Linked DNA regions of Mus musculus: region 2 is linked to region 1. Evidence: chromatin contacts called from public HiChIP or PLAC-seq data. All regions are on one chromosome and are shown on one strand. The core of a region is the stretch at or near the end of the contact, and the rest is flanking DNA. Distances in the headings are between cores, read along the strand shown.

What was found. HiChIP or PLAC-seq counts read pairs in DNA pulled down with a chosen protein or histone mark.
Region 2: a contact with region 1 is called in an H3K27ac HiChIP or PLAC-seq map of T-cell acute lymphoblastic leukemia, with 2.9 times the contacts expected there. The contact joins two enhancer-like sites. A contact is called at or near these places in 7 of 39 promoter capture datasets (the C10 cell line, the HPC-7 cell line, HPC-7-derived erythroid cells and 5 more), 1 of 15 datasets of contacts at CTCF or cohesin (embryonic stem cells), 1 of 484 Hi-C or Micro-C datasets (arterial endothelial cells), 5 of 115 datasets of contacts at active chromatin or transcription factors (T-cell acute lymphoblastic leukemia, embryonic stem cells and neural tube) and 1 of 9 other capture datasets (adipose tissue).

Annotation. Positions count from the first base shown.
Region 1 is chr16:32,506,375-32,511,931 of GRCm38.p6, forward strand. It overlaps Zdhhc19 (zinc finger, DHHC domain containing 19), which reads left to right. Exons shown (of 9, transcript NM_199309.2): 8 at 1-203; 9 at 672-840. The coding sequence ends at 715. Among named protein-coding and RNA genes, the nearest start is that of Zdhhc19, 13 kb to the left of the region's middle. Within about 2 kb of position 3,412, at least 87 of the 459 cell types and tissues checked have an H3K27ac peak or open chromatin away from gene starts, as enhancers often do. A contact at or near this core is called in T-cell acute lymphoblastic leukemia, where this site is marked.
Region 2 is chr16:32,706,961-32,712,517 of GRCm38.p6, forward strand. No RefSeq gene overlaps it. Among named protein-coding and RNA genes, the nearest start is that of Gm34766, 11 kb to the left of the region's middle. Within about 2 kb of position 2,316, at least 26 of the 459 cell types and tissues checked have an H3K27ac peak or open chromatin away from gene starts, as enhancers often do. A contact at or near this core is called in T-cell acute lymphoblastic leukemia, where this site is marked.

The sequences.
Region 1 (5,557 bases), core at 2,162-4,661:
GCAAAGACCAGTGGGGACAGCATGGATCCAAGAGAAGACAAAGCCCTCACCACCACGTCGTCCTAAACACTGTAGGCCAGGTCCTCCGGGGCCCCAGCACCAACCTCGGCGCGTTCCAGGGAAGGGGCCCCCAGGGAGTGGAGAGGCTGCAGCTCTCCAAGAGATGCGAAGGCTGCCTGCATCTGTGGAAAAGTCCCCAGGAGGTGGGGCTGGCCCTGAAGCTGGGGTGCTCAGAGCTTGGTGGAGGGGAGCTTGAATCTGGAGGGACCTTGAAAGGGAGTGGCTCTAGAATGCACAGACAGACAGACAGACAGACACACACACACACAGAGAGAGAAAAGACCTCATTCCCAACTTGGTTTGGGCCCTGGGCCAGTCACTAGGTCTGAGCTAGCTGTTAATGGGGACGGAGATTAGCCTACAGTTTATACTGTTTTTGAAGAATGCACCTTCATTTAGTCAAAAATGTTGCATACAGTTTAATTTCATTGAAATGCACGGTGGTGGAACATAAGGTATACATGGGGGTGGGGGCAAATCATCACAGATTCCCTTCCAATCCCGAGACCTTTGAAGTGCTGGTCACCCTTGGCTCAAACAAGGAGGAGATGGGGGGTGGGGTGGAGCTGGGGACCCTGGAGGGAGCCTGCATGTGCTCACTCTGTGTTTAGGTCCACGCCAACCCACGGCTGAACCTGCCGCTGGAGACCCCTAGATGAGACTCTCCCCAGTGCACACAGAGCCAGGACCACCTGAACTTCCTTCCGCCTCTGAGTCTGAATCCTTGTGGTCCACTTGGGACCTACCCATCCTCATTAAATATTAATTGTTGATTTCTGATAAGGGTGTCTGGCCTGTTGAAGGGTCGTGAAGACAGATTTCTGGGCATGAGTGAGCCAGGTTCCCGGAGACCCAAATTCAGGGTTTATCACTGCTTGGTTCCATGATCTTGGGCAGGACACTAAAGGTTCTCTTATGATGGACCAACAGTATTAACTGCAGTCTTCCTGGGAGGCAAAGGCAGGCGGATTTCTGAGTTCGAGGCTAGTCTGGTCTACAGAGTGAGTTCAAGGATAGCCTGGGCTATACAGAGGAACCCTGTCTCCAAAACAAAAACAAAAACAAAAAACCCCTGCAGTCTCTCTGATAAGGGCTGGTGATGATGCGAAGGAAAACCACCAGTCATGGCTGCACTGGGTATCCACCTTGCAGTGCCTCTATCTGGCTGAAGAGGGCGCCAACTGCCCGGGGAACGTGCAAGACGCACTTGACCTTTTGCACTGTGGCACGGGGACCCTGTTGGGTTGGAAGGCCATCAGGCTAGGTGTGGGTACCCTTCCAGTGGCCACTCTAAGAGAACTGGATAAACGAGGGATGCTCAGCCTCATGCTAAGCCTGCATCTATCCTGCATCCTCATCTCATTTTTTACGTACCCCCATACTCCAACCTGTCCCTGGTATGACCCAAGGTCCCGTGTGTCTTTAGATTCCTGGGGGTGCCCGGAGGAGCACATTAAGCTCTGACTTTATTAGTGGCCACGGTGTGTGGCCTTTGTAGTACAGTCATCTCTCCAACTCTTTATAAAGCCAAGCCACAAGTCAGCTTTATTCCCTTATCAGCCCCGTTCCCAGCCCCCAGGCCCCAGCCCACTCACTGTCCCTAGAGGCCCAGGCCCATTCCTGTCAAATCTGTCAAACTCATCTGCTCTGCTTCTGACCCTCTGGGTTACTGGCTAGCTCATTTTTTCAACACCAAGAGCTTCTTGAGAGAGGGCTTGGGGGCTTTTCTCTACTTTTACCCTTGCTCGACTTTTCTAGGTGGAGTTTTGGATATGCGTCTTTGACGTACGAAAAGTTAGCCCAGGCCAGGTGTGGTGTCACATGACTTTAATCCCAGCACTCAGGAGGCAGAGGCAGGGAGTTTGAGTCCAGCCTGATCTACAAAGTGAGTTCCAGGACAGCCAGGACTATATCGACCCTGTCTTAAAAAAAATACAAAAAGTCTCAACCCAGCTTGGCCCTTCTAGAAGATTCTGGGGAGCACATTCTGGGTTATTATGGGAGCACATTTAACTGTGGGGCTAAAATAGCTCTGTGTTACATGGCAGCGAGGACAGGATTGGTATTTTTGAACCACTAAGTGTGTCTACCTCTGGGTGTGACTCTCCAGGTGTGTGCAGAAGGGAACATCCCAGCTTCAGGAAAAGGGCAGTCAGGGGACTTCCTCTTCCCCCAAAGGAGAGCTCCCCAGGTAGCCTGGGCCTGGGTCAGAGAAATAGAGGGGTCCAGGAGCCTGGGCCAAGACTTGGATTAAATCCTGCAACTTCCTGGCTCTGAAGGGGTACCTGGCCCACTTGGAGGCTTTAGGGAGGCTGGCTGTCTTCAGCCCCACGTGGCCTGGGATTGTACTTATTGGCTCCTAGGCTCCAGGTTTGCAGGGAACTCACCCAGCCTCAGGCAAGGGGCCTTCAGAGGCTCAAGCATGTTGTTATCTTCCCTGACTCCTTAAGGCCTCAGTTACCCAGCAGGACAAGGTTGTAATTTTCTTCTGATTCTCAAGAGGCTCTGAGTTCTTCAAAGGCAATCGCTCCTGCTCTGGGGTAAAGATTCTAGGTTTCTTTGTTCTTCCCAATTGAGAATTTCTACAGCTCTAGGAGGGGCCTAGCCCACCCCTTCTCCGAGGGCCCTTTGTCCTTCCCTAGATCTCAGGCGAGGCTGGCAGGGCTTCAGTTGCTCTGCTCCCACTTTCTCCTCTGCCCCTTTTTGCAGAACCTACCTTTGCTTCTCAGACTTACCCCGCCCAGTCTTTGGCTGACAGATAAGGTGAGAGCTGTTATCAGAGCCCCAGGAGGGGGCCTGCTGTCCGCATGCCCAGCATGCCCTGCCTCCCTCAGAGGAAGGGTCAAAGCCAAGAAGGACCATGTGCCAACTTGGAGCCGGAGCCCCTCTGTGGGATCCCAGCCAGCTAGGTCCTAGAGCCAAAATTATCTCGAGTCATCCACACAGCCTTCTGGGAGGTAGGGACTTACAGGGCAGGACAAGTCTTGAGTGACTGACTAACCAGACCTGCTGCCAACTAGTATGTTTGACAGAAGTCACTTGGCTCAGCCCAGCAGTCCCCACAGAGTCATTTACCTCACAAAGAGTCACAGGCTTTGACTTTGAGGGTGAGGGTCAAAGACAAGCTACCACCATCAGTTTCAGACAGGGTTTGGGGGCTACTGGGGGAAGTGGCTGGCTAAGATAACCTCCTGGCAGAAATGGCAGGCAGCCTGGTGGCTTTCTGGTTTCTACTCTCAGCTGCCCCAGCAGGGGAGCCAGCGCAGTAGCTGCAGAGCTCAGCTCTCTTACCCTAGGCTCAGATAAGCCAATGCCTCAGCAGTCAGGGAGCTGATAAGGAGGCTGCAGAAGCCCTCTGCATCCTGGGCCTCCCGATAATGGTCCCTACTGCCTCTGGCTCACCCGCCCTGCTCTGCCTTAACCACTCCACCCAAGGGGGGCCCTGCAGTGGCTGAGGGTGGGGCAGGGCAAGAATGATGGGGCAGAGGAGACTACTACAGAGCCCGTCAGGGCCAGGCTCCTCACACTTCATAGGGCACAGGTTCCTCACACCTCAGATGCATGGGTATGGGTCCTTGCTAGTCACCTCATGGGCACCTGGGTCTAGTGTCAGGCCCCTAAGAGACCTTATCTGGGGATTGTGTGTCTTTAGTTCTTAGCAAACAGATGCAGCCTGGGGATGAAGCCCTATTCCTGGTGACAAACCTTTACTAACCCCCATTGGGTCCAGCCTATGCGAAGTTATTTATAATATTTCCTTTCATCTTCACACCAACCCTGCTAAGTTGCTATTCTTGGTTTAGAGACGAGGAGGAAAACAACATTCAACAAAGCAGTGACTTCCCCTGGCCATGCTAAGTGGGAAAGCCAACCCCCTCCAGGCCCTTTCCCATGACACGGTCTTTAGCGTGAAGACTACGGGCTTCTCTAGGAAGCAAGGTGAGCGGTCACAAGTCACAGCACTGTCACAGGCATTGACCAGGCAGAGTCAGACTCCAGCACTGGCCAGAGGCTGCTTAGTCAATGGTAGGCATCACTGAGGGTGACCCAAGGGCTGCATGAGGCCGGGCTGCATTGTGTGGCCTGCTTAGGACTTCATAATGCTAGTCACTGTAATGGCAGAGTCCGCTGCTGCCCCGTTTAGAGTCGGATCCTTTGGGGCCGAGCAGTGATGGGGGAAAGGTGCTGTTTCAAGGGGAAGTTTGTTTTACAGAAAATCAACCGGTGGGGTGTCTCCCAGCCAAAGGAGTGTGTGTAGACTCGGTTGTAAAAGCTGGGACTCCCCTGCCGAGCAGTATCGTGGCCTTGGGGCCATGGCTGTGCACTTCAGTTAAGCAATCAGCTTCAGCTTGTGTTCATGACACCTCAGGCTGAAGGAAGTCAAACACCACTTGTTATTCCTGGCTCCTGTTTCTCTGTGCCCCGGCCTCCATCTTCAGCCTCACCTCCTCTCACCTCTCCGCTCTCCTCTCTACTCCCTCTCCCTTCCTTTTCTTTCCTCTTCCTTCCGTCCTCTTTCCTGTCCCATTCTTCCACAAGCTGCTCTTCAGTTCTCCATCCCTTTGACTACTCCCACCCTCACCCCCACCCCGCCCCGCCCCGCCCCGCCCCTGCTTTTCCTGGATGAAAACTTCCAGGAACTCAAAGTCAATGAAGGACTTTCAAGTAAGAAGGTATAATTGTGATTCGTGGAAGCTGTAGGATCTGGTGCAGCACAGGAGGGCTGAAGGCAGACTCTGTACAGGGAGCCTTTGTCTGCTTCTTTCTGCCTGGGGGGAGGGGGGGGCTTCTGCAGGCCAGCCGTTGCTAACTGCTTTCTGACTGGGGCAGTTTTATTTTGCTATGGGAATGAGAGATTCCAAATTGGTGAGGGTGGGGACCCTATGGGCCATCTAACCACCTCCCTTGTTCCTCAGGGAGAAGGAAACAGAGGATGAGGGCTTCAGGGAGGGTTTCCCTTGGAGTCGGTACAGCTCAGGAAAGGCTAGCCTTGGCAGTCTCCAGGTGTCGTCTGCCTTGTGCCCTTTTCCATGCCCTGTGCTAAGAAAGCTGGACCAGGTCTTGGCCTGTAAACCAGGAAGGGCCTAAGGACTTAGCTGCTTGACCTCAGCCAGCAGGATCCCAATGCTGACCTCAGGAGCTATACTCACGGTGCTGTTCTGTGTGCCAGGCACTGGGTTAAAGACTTTGCTTGCATTAGCTCATTTAATCCTCAAGCCAGCACATGAGGCACTGCTAGTACCTTTGTGGATGTGGCTCTGACAGTCCCCAGACCTGCAGGACTCCTCCTGGCCTGGCCTGGGATTCCTCCTTAAATGTTTAACTGTTGGAGCTCAAACCAAGATTTCCATGTATTCAGGGCAAGCACCCATCACTAAGGTACCATTTAAAAATTTGAGACCAGGTCTCATCAGAGTTACTCAGGCTGGACTTGAACTCTTTCCAAAGCCCAGCTGGGCAGTGAACCTGTGACCCTCCTGCTAGAGCCTGCAGGCAG
Region 2 (5,557 bases), core at 1,066-3,565, 200 kb after region 1:
ACAGTACACTTTGTGGCTTAATGTGAAATTGACATATATAACAGTTGGTTTGTTTTTACCTGTTAGATCGGCCTCATCATCCCTTGCAAGCCCCACCCCCCCCTTTCCCGATTGCCTCGATATTTTATGTTCTACTTGCGGCATAGCTGGACAAGGTTGGCTCTCCGCACACCTCAACCCAAAACTTGGCTGCGGCTCACACCTGCACATCTAAATCCCTCTTTCCTGAGCAGCTCAGGGCTCTATAGTTGGGTTTATTTCTGTAATCCCTTCAGCCTGTTTCAAGAGCGTCCCTCCCTGCTCTGGTGCTGGAGCAGAGGCTGCCTGAAGCACAGGAAGGCTTGTGGCTGACAGCAGGGTGCGGCAGCCCTGTCCCAGTTTAGATGATGCTGATAGTAAGCTTGAAGAGCTTGCCTTTGGTGGTGGCCACGGAAGGAGGGAATTGGAACCGACAGGATGGGCCAGCGGGAGGAAGCAGTGGACACCGGGACCCCAGTCTGCACTCCTCAGAGATCTGGGACCAGTGCTGGCCACCCAGCCTTCCTCTTGCGTAGAGCTGAGGAGGTCAGCACTTCTGCAGTGTTTCTCTAGCCTTCCGTTTCCTCCCTCGTTGGAAATGAAAACACGTGTTGTGGACTCCCAGGCAGAGGCAAGCAATAGCTCTCCCTCTGCCAGCTCACCTGAGTGTGAGGTTCTTTAGGGAAAGTAGCTCACGTTAAGAGTCCTCTGCTCTGCGAAGCGTACCTTACTCTGTCCTCTAGGCTTGTTAAACTACCTAACTTATCTGTAGATAGCCAGACGTTGTAAAGAGGGAGTCCTTACCACTCTCAGGGGCGCTAATCCTCCCAGGAGGGGCAGCTCCAGCAGAGATTCAGAGAGCCCCACAGAGAGAAGAAGCAACAAGCCTTTGGCTGTTTAGGAATTCTGTGTTATACTGTGGGTTAACACGCTGGCCCAGAGTGGACCTCACAAGCAGAAATTATTGGCCCAGAGAGATAAGACCTGCTCCTGGGCAGGGTGCAGACCCCACCTGGAAGTCCTTATCTCCCACAGAGCCCTTTTGGACTCTATAGAGTTTATGCAGCATGAAATCTTCATTAATATTCACTTAAACATTGCTCTGGGTTAAAGAGGTCATCATAGGGCAGCCATGTTAGCAACGGCGAAAAGCCAGAGGCACAGGAGGAAGGAGAGACCAGAGAGCGGCATGGCCCAGAAGGGGGTGGGGGTGGGGGTGGAGGTGGTGGTGGCGCTGATCACAGAGACCAGCAGTCACACAGGCAGGTGGAGCAGGCACCAGACAGGAGGGTGGCAGGACCTGGTGGGTGAGCAGCTGGTGGTGGGATGAAGCCATCTGATAGGTGCTACATAGTCTGGAGGAGAGGCAGGTCCTTGCCCGAAAGGGCTGGGTAGGGAGTGTGGGTGGGGAAAGAGTAGAGCAGAGGCGGTCCTTGGGGGAGGCTCCCACGCTGAAGACCCGTGTGCTCCCACATAAGACCGCTGTGCTCCATTTTTTCCATACGGATGTCCCTTCAGCCATTGTCCTAATCCTGTTTCTTTGGCCCCTCCTGGTTGTGTGAAGCACAATCCCCCGTGGGACCCTTCCACAGGGTAGCCCTCCCCACCTCTGGCAGCTCATCCCATGTCTTCCGTATAGCCAGGAGAACAGAGCATCTACGCTCCTCCCAGCAGACAGGAGCCTGGACAAGCTCATCACCCCTCAGCCAGCGTCCCAGCCTGCCATAAACCCATCACGGTTCACTTCCCACCCACTTCTCAGAGCAACCTAGGTGGAAACTTAACTTGAGACACCTCCTTACTTCCTTGTTCCTTTTGGCACCTGGACTGTCTCAGTCCCAGCCCCAAATCCCCACTGCGCCGGGGAGGGGGGGGCCCTCCGGGATTAGACCCACCCAATGTGCCCCAAAGCTTGACAGCTGAGCAGGAAGAGATCCACCAGACCAGTAAACCTGGAGTGGGAAGCAGCTGTCTTCCCCCCCTGCCCCCCCCAAGTCACACAGCAGGAAGTCTTTTTGACTATGGAGACCTCTCTGACCCCTGAACCAAAGTAGCACCCACATATAGAGCTCCTAAGATCAAAAGCCAGACTGCCTCTCTGTCTCAGGAGCTCTGCAGCACAAGGCCCACCAGGGTCCTAGGGCACCTTCAGTCAGACTGACTCTACGCCTTTCTAGGCCCCATTCTGATCTCATGGAGGCAGAGGGTGACTGGTTAACCTCACGGAGCCCCAATGTGTGTTCAGGAGCCTAGAGGGACCAGCTCCAGGAACTCCTTCTTCCTCAGAGTGGTTATGTGGAACTCAGGGAGGCGCTGAAGCAAAGCAGTGACGGAATGACTTGGAACGGGGCGCTAACCCTGTGGGGCTTGGCGTATTTGCTTTGCCAACATCTTATTGTTGTTAGTATACAGGCCATTCCACTGGCCTGTTCTCAGGGACCTAGTTACTTAAGTCATCGCCTGCCACTGCCAGGAGTGCCAGGTGTGTGCTGTGGATAAAAGGGCCCCCAGTCACCCCAGGTCTCTCCCCCTCTCCTCTTCCTCTCCCAGTTGTGCCTTTCTTAGGGGTACATTTTAGTATGGGCCTGCCAAAGGCATCCCTCCCTACACATATCTTTTATCATAACCATTGTCACACACCTGTACTTTGCTTACTCTGTTTCCATACCTAGAACACTCTTCCTCTATCCTTTATACCTATCTGATAGAGGATTTGTAAGCCGTATTCCTCCTTGTATGTGTGTCCACGTGTGTGTGTGTGCAAAAATGTGTGTGTGGTGGTCAGGGGTAAACCTTGAGTGTCCCTCTTCAGGAACTGCCCACTTTTTAAAAAAGCGTTTTGTTTTATGTATTTGTTTCTGAAGGTACGTACATATGTGTATGTAGCTTTGGATCTTCTGATCCCGGAGCTACATTTAGTTGTGAGCTGCCATGTGTGTGGGAGGTGGTGGCACTCAAACCCAGGTCCTCTGGAAGGACAGTCAGTGTTCTTAACTGTTGAGCTGTCTCTCCAGCCCTTCACTTTGTGTTTCTGAGACAGGGTCATTCACTAGCCTGGGACTCACCAGTTAGGCTAGGCCAAGTGGCCAGCAAGCCCAGGGCTCCTCTAGTTACTGCCTCCTCAGCACTGGGGTTACCAGGCCTGGTTTCTTTCTTTTTCTTTCTTTTTCTAAGGTGGGTTCTGGGGTTGAATGGCGAGCACTTGACTGCAGAGTCAGTCACCTCTGCAGCTCTCCGTATTCCTCTTAGGGAAAGACAGGGCCCTCTGTCCTCTGGCTTGGAAGTTAGATAGAAGCAGAATAAAGTCTTTTTTTTTTTTGCTTTTGGTTTTTCGAGACAGGCTGTCTCTGTGTAGCCCTGGCTGTCCTGGAACTCACTCTGTAGACCTGGCTGGCCTAGAACTCAGAAATCTGTCTGCCTCTGCCTCCCAAGTGCTGGGATTAAAGGTGTGCGCTACCACTGCCAGGCTAGAATAAAGTCTTGATTCTGCCGCTGCTACACGACTTTGGTTGTATAGATCATTTTTCATCCTCTGCCTTGATCTCTTTGTGTTTTTTCCAGATCCTTATGTAGACAGAAGTCTAGCACCTCCAGAGCTTAGTACATGCTAACTTGCTCACAGCACCCATCTCCACCCGCTGCCTGGCTAGCTCCTCCTGGCTGTGTCCGGCCTAGGTCCCTGTGCTCACACTACCCACCGCTCAGTAAGCACCCCTGCCTTGAGACCCTAAAACACTAACTAGTTCTTTCTAATGCTTACTGCCGTTATTAGGACATGTTTGTCTTCCCATGTCATCGCCGAGCCAGACGGGTGGGAGTGGACACTGCCTTTACTTCTGTTTCTAATTCTGTCTCTGGGCAGAGGCACAGCTTGAGCAAAAGAAGCGCTGGCTACCCTTCCTGTTTGATTTTAGCATCTGCACAACAGGCTAGCTACACCCACCACAGGATTTCCAACAAGAAGAGATAATTGGTCGCAGGAAAGAAAGGAAGGAAGCTGGAAAGTTCTTCTTTCCCAGCTTTCACGGTGCTGGAGGGGCCCATGTGAGACAGCAGGGGATAGCAGAGCCAGCGTGCTACATGCCAACCTGCCTGGAAGGTGAGCCTCCTGGTGCAATAGTGGGGTACCTGTTATGAGGTCACATAGCTTCCAGATGGGCTTTGAGGCCCGCTCCACAGGAAGGAAATCATGTCAATCACTGTAATTTTGGTTAACCCTTTCCTGACCCCTTCCTCTCCCCCATGCCCACTCCCATCTCCACTTTTCTGTCCCTAGTATTCTCTACTTTATTTTCACATGACACGTCTTCAAGTATTGACCCCCTTACGAACGCCACCACCACCTCGTCACCCCCTTTCTAGGTCTCTGACCTCTACTCCAACGTAAACACACAGATCTCAAAATTAGAAGCTAGAATCCACCCATGAGAGAGAAGACGTGGCCTTTGTCTGTCTTAGCCTGAGGTTACCTTACTTAACAGTTTACAGCTCCATTCATTATCATACAAATGTCATGCTTCCTTACAGCTGAATCATTGTGTATATGGATGTGTTTAGTATCTTTTTAAAAATTATCTAAGTGTAGGACCATGAAAGTCAGACTGTTTTCTGGTTGAGCTAGGTTTAAAACCCCAGTGACCCTGTAGGTGACCCCGCAGGGTCTCGTGCAAGGGATGGTAGGCGTTTTTTTGCTATGATACTAGACACCAGGCTCCTGACACGAGGCTGTAGCTCTCCACTCCATAGGTCTGTGGCCATCAATCACGCAAGGGCAGCGCCTCAAGCCGGTCTACAGGTAGAGGACTTGACCACAGATCCCGTAGCCACAAGACAGATCTCCATTTTAATGAGGTACCTAAAGACCTGGAGGCGTAGCCAATAAACTCTCCTTCCCAGACACTCCTCCCTGCAAAAGGTATTTAACCTCAGGCCTGCCCTGAGAAAATGGGGTTCATTTTTTACTTATCAACTCCCCCCCCCCATGACAATAATGTCTTAAAACTATGGACTGTCTCTTCTCATGGAGATCTGAAGCAATGGAGCAGGCCTTTCTCGAAAGAGCTGCATCTAATCTCCCTCAGGAGGCCTCACTGTGCTCTGAGCCATGGATGGACTCCACCAAGCTAAGCCGCCCCCGCCAAGGATGCTCCTCCCCAAGGGACCCAGCCAGAGCTCTCCTCCCCCCTTTCCCCTTGGGCCCTGGGCTAGAGCCAGACTGCGGGTCCCCACTCCTTTCTCAGCTCTTCTGTGGCATCCAGCGGCATCTGTGGTGCCCAAGAGTCTGAGAACCTGCCATCCCTGGCCCCCCCCCCCCCCCCGAGGCAAATCCAGCAATCCCCCAGGACCTTAGATTGTGCTTCCGCAGCTCTGGAACAGGGTTCCTCGGCTTCTCACAGTCCAACGCCCATCCTGTGACGCCATGGGGAACGAGCAGTCAAGACTTCCCTTGTCCTGCCTTGCCGAGCGGCCCAAGCCCCAAGCGGTCCTGGGCCATCTTTTAACCCACATCTATGCACCCACTGATAGACATCTGGGCTGT